2 separate regions of the Gossypium arboreum genome follow, and region 2 is linked to region 1. Evidence: chromatin contacts called from public Hi-C data. All regions are on one chromosome and are shown on one strand. Each heading gives the region's core, a stretch centred on a gene start, on an enhancer-like site or on the middle of the called end of the contact. The rest is flanking DNA. Distances are from core to core; before and after follow the strand shown.

The links. Hi-C and Micro-C count contacts between places; a contact is called where the count stands out from the background.
Region 2: a contact with region 1 is called in a Hi-C map of leaf, with 2.4 times the contacts expected there. The contact joins the promoter of LOC108456824 here to the enhancer-like site in region 1. A contact is called at or near these places in 2 of 5 Hi-C or Micro-C datasets (both in leaf).

The regions. Positions count from the first base shown.
Region 1 is chr3:9,917,995-9,920,694 of ASM2569848v2, reverse strand. No RefSeq gene overlaps it. Among protein-coding and RNA genes, the nearest start is that of LOC108455128, 4.0 kb to the right of the region's middle. Within about 2 kb of position 1,279, at least 2 of the 2 cell types and tissues checked have an H3K27ac peak or open chromatin away from gene starts, as enhancers often do. A contact at or near this core is called in leaf, where this site is marked.
Region 2 is chr3:9,955,870-9,958,569 of ASM2569848v2, reverse strand. LOC108456824 (DExH-box ATP-dependent RNA helicase DExH5, mitochondrial) reads right to left here and starts at 1,250. Exons shown (of 19, transcript XM_017755515.2): 1 at 692-1,250. The coding sequence starts at 1,126.

The sequences.
Region 1 (2,700 bases), core at 30-2,529:
TGCTTTCTGTTTCTATTCTGTTTGTTTCTTTTTCTTTTATCTTTTATTTACTTTATTTACTTTATTTATTTAATTAGCATATATTATAATATATTTATTTTAAATATCTATTAAGTATTTAATCAAATACATACAAATGTACACCACCAATACCATACACTTGCCATCGTTTATTTTTATTTTTACACAAAAATATAATAATTTAATTATTTAATTATCAATAATATAATTTGATCTAATTATCTATTACTTTAATATTAAATAAACAAATTATTTTATAACAAGTGCACATGTATCTATTTATTACAAATGTACTAATGTTTTTATTACAATTGTCATTATTCAATTTGTTTATTGTATAAAATATCATAATTTAATTATTTAATTAAAAATATCTTTATACTTAAATTATAAGTAATTTAAGTATTTAAATTACAAATGTACCAATATTTTTATTACCATACAATTCTCTACTATTTAATTTATTTAATAATAATACTAATAATAATATAAAACCATAACAATTAATAATTATACTAATCAATTATATAATATATATATATATAATCTAAATAAAATCTTAGATTTTAATACATTTATGCCGCCTCAACCATTACTTAATGGCATTTTTGCCATTTTGGTCCTTTTTACTTTCTATTGCTTTAGATTTAAACTTTTACCTCTTATTCAATTTAGTCTTTTTTTCTAATTACTCTAAATTAAGCTAAATTCACCTAATTAGACACACCACTAAACCCATAAATATTTCTAATAATTATTTTTAAACCCGGTTCACTACGTCGAAGGTCCGATAATATACTGTTCTAGTGCCCACGGATTTTGGGTCATTAGAATATCCCTGCCTGAAATAAGTGTGACAGGTAGCCGGGTCCAGACACCAAAAAATTTTAACGGAACACTAAAACAACTGAATTGGGCAGTGAAAATTCTGAACCGGGATGTGATATGAAGGGGATATCCCTTGAATAGCTTATACTCAGCCGACACATGATAGGGATATTCGTGGAGCGGAATAAGAACAAAAATCAAATACAACACACTTCAAAATCTGTACTGAATTCAAGCTAAAGCCCAGTAACCCAAGCCCCAACAATTGTAGCTTTGTTTAAAGCCCTCCATTCATTAGTTTTACAGATTATTAACTTGAAAGCTTCAAAAGCTTTGTTATTCGAGGTGATTTCTCCAAAACTCCTGAAAAGTGCTTTTCTTGAACTGGAATAATCCTATCACATGCCAGACACTATAACATCATCAAAACTGAGTGGGGCAAGCTAAATAAAAAACTTTTTACCCTTTTAAAGAAGATCTAGCAGTACCAAGAAAGATACAGTCTGAGGATTACGGAGAGAACCTACACAAGGTGAGAAAAAATTAATAATTAAAAAGGAAATCGAGCAAAAACAAATTGCAAAAGTCATGATTATTCTAGTTGCAAATCTAAATAAAAAAAAAGAATGCATTCGCTAACCAACAATTAATTGAGATAAAATAAGATAAAAAATGAAGGATAGTGTTTTGTAACGACTGTGACAATAATATCGAGATACCTAATCATGATAGTGATAAGTGGCATAAATATACAAACATATATGGTGAGTTTGTTAAATCTAAAAGATAGAACCATTAATGGAGATACTTTTAGCAACTCAAAGAAGGAAAAGCATCAAAATATCACCATATTATTTACCAGAAAAAGTAGTGTTTGAACTGAATCAGAGGGTTTGTGAGAATGAGCTGTTTTAGAAAATTCACAAGGTTTGGCTCCCCTGTCTTCCATCCTGCTCTTAACCCATTGACCACAATCTTGCATGTCAAGTTGTGTTCTCCTACATATTAGAACAGTAGTTGTCGGCTCAATAGTTCTTGTAGATTAATAGTACATGCAAAAATAGAAAATAGCACATTTTCAAATAAAACATTAGTCCACCCCACCCAAGAGAGAGAGAGAGTGTGTAACGACCCAATTTCAATGAAATCGGAACAATGGTTTTGTAACCACAAATCTGAGCTAAAAAGAAAATTTTATTTTAATATTATGGCATGGTCTATATTATGATAGAAAGGAGGCATGAAAATTTTGATAAGAAAATTTTATTGGTTTTGTAGTTAATTGATTAAAAAGGGCCAAATAATAAATAAAAAAAAGTATATTTTCAGGACTCCGTTCAGGTAAATCGGATTCATAAATATTTTTAATAAATATTTACGAAACTAATTGTGTAGTTAATTAGATTTTGATTAGGTGAATTTGACTTAATTAGAAATAATTATGAAAAAGGGCTAAATTGCCTAAAGGGTAAAAGTTTAATTATAAACTAAAAAGTTAAAAGGACCAAATAGGTAATTATGCTATTTTTTAAATGTTGAGGCGGTTTACAATAAAAATATCAAAGATATTTTAATAAAAATATATATTAAATTAACTTAAAAATAAGTAATATATTAATTTATATTATTATATTATTACATTATATATATTATATTATTTTATATATATATATATATATATATATATGTAAAACAAATGAAAAAGAAACAAAGAAACAGAATAGGTTGAAATGAACAGGGGAGAAAGAAAAAAAGAAAAACAAAAGGAGAAATTAGAGGTTAAGGGTTCAAATTAAGTCAATTTCTTTTTCTTATAATTTTTAAGTTTTTATGATCCAAGAACAAAATACT
Region 2 (2,700 bases), core at 1-2,500, 38 kb before region 1:
TGACCAAGCCACACACGATGGGCTTTAGCATAGTATTAGTCTTGAGTTTATTAGGAGTGATATTTAGAGTGAAATTCACTTGGTTATAATCTTAAATTTTATCCTCATGCATGGTTGCACATAGGTCAAAGCCATAATCTGAGGACATTTCAGTCCAAAAAGGTATCCAGATAAGCTATTCAGAACAAGCAAATTAGTAATCCTCAGCAACAATATTTTCAATTAATCATATATAACTCCAAACTGAAAGTGCTCGCCACTCATTTTACTTTTTTTAGCTCCATCAAATGTTCACCATTTGAAATATTAAAAGGACGGCTTAAATGGTTACTTTTTCTTATTGATCCCAAGTCAAAGGCCCAGAAGCAATGCAATGCCTCAAGAACTTTCAGAAAGGCATGCAGTTCTGACCTACGGAAATCATATCCCAATTCCACTTACTTTACTTCTAAAGCCAGGAAATATTTTCAACTTGTTTTCTCATTACCAGAAATCGGAAACCTTCATTGCTATGAATATGAGAAACGAACCACATAAAGTGTGATATCTTTTAAAACAAAGAATTAAATTAGCCTAACCCGACGCCAAAAAACAAGAATTTAATTTCCGCCAATAAACAATCAAACACAAGAACTTCATTTTACAGGAAAAATTGCCGAATGGAAATATGTTAAGTATGAAGAGAACTAACCGATTGCAAAGACAAATCCAGCTGGCGATCAGAGACATTCTCGGAAATCCCCAGACAGTAAGCCGAATTATACTGTGCATTTTGATTATTACTGCTTTTACTACCATTATTGTTATTATAAGTCCCTTGCTGTTGCTGTTGCTGTTGCTGTTGTAAGTGTGGCAAAGAAGGAGGAGAAGCAGTGCCCTTAGCGTTCAAAATGGGTGTGTTTTGGTGGTCGCGAAGCTTGGAGAGAATCGCGGGGGCGGAGGAGTTCTTGGTAGCATTTTGGTTGTTAGGAGATGAGATGAGACGGTGGTGGGGAGGGACGTAGACGGCGCCGTACAAGGACGGAGGCCGATCCTTCATCGTCGGAGAAAAGAGTGAGGGTTTTATGGTGTGGGTGAGAAATTGTGAAGAGAAAGGAAGGAAATGCGGAGAGTAAGAGGGGGGCATTCACGGTAAGCTCCAAAGGTTTTAGATTCTTTCTTTGGTTGGTAAAATTGCGTTTGCTTTTTGTTTTATACTAGAATTAACTCTATGCTGACTCACGCTCGGGCTTCTTAGATTTCTTTCAGATCAAAATATACTGTTAGTTTCTTACTCAAAATATAGGTTAAATTCTGCTATTAATATATATATATATATATGCATATTTAGTTATGGATTTAATTTTTATATTTTAATTTAGTTATTTTAATTTTATATTTTTAAATTTAAAATTCACACCTTAAATTTATTAAGTTATATTTTATTAATTTTAAAATTGATGCGATAAATAGGGCAAAACCAAAAATATCTTTTAAATGGTGAAATTAAATTATAATTTTTACGATACTAAAAATTTAATTTTACTATTTTAATAGCCTATATTTTTATAATTTTAAATGATCAAATTAAAATTGTATCATTTTTAGAGATGCCAAAGTACAATTTTACATGTACTATTTTAAAAATTTTAAAGGACCTAAATGAAAATTTTTTATTTCAGGGGGGTCAGGGGCCTTATCAGCCCCTAGTTATGCCACTGGCGACAAACATATTACCATATATATAATGTCATGTCAGCTAATTATTTTCACATATTATTCACTAAAATCCAGTTAATAGATTAACGATTGTCATTTTCATAAAAACTGAAATTTCAAATTTTGAAAAGTATAGGAAATTGGAATGATCCAATTGGAGAATATTGAGCAAATCTATAATTGTAAGCATACTACAAAATTAGTAATTTAATTTAACCAAATGAAATTTGATGTTATTGTTTGAGTCAGATTAAAAATCAAAATTCAAAAAGTATAAGAATTAAAAGTTACCAATTCGAAAAGCACAAAAACTATAATTAATCAAATTAAGTATAGAAACTAAATTTATAACTTTCACAAAGTACATAAACAAATCGCGGAATTTAACCTAATATATATATGGTGCACATGAATAAAAGACAACTAAGTAAAATATATTTTAAAAGTAAGTTAATAATTACAGTGACTCCTGAACTCAGCAATTTGTAACTATTTGGTACCTAATTTTTTTTTTTGACATAATTGGCAACTAAACTTGGAAACCGTAAGCCAAGTTGCTACATTTTATTAGCACTTGAATAACACTATTAGATTTTGGGTTGGAAGACAATAGAATATTGAAACGTGTCTTAAAAATAATATATATATATATTGCATTATTTAAAAAAGTAAAAAAATAAGAATTTTTTTTTTAATTTTACGTCCATAATGAACCTAAACAGTTGGTTATCCAAATTCTTTTTTTCAAGTTCAATGTGCAAATGAAATCAATCGGGCTACAAAGGAGGAAGACTAATTAGGTGGAAGCAATGGATGAAGAGGACAAGTGTTACATTCATTGTCGAGGCAACTATGACCTTTCAAAAATCAATTAAGCATTTTATAGAAATTATTAAACTCATAACACACTTAAAATAAATTTTATGCATTATTCCAAGCTTAACACAAGCTAATGAAATCTTTCTAAGTGACCAAAGGATGAAGGTCCAAAACATAGGAAGC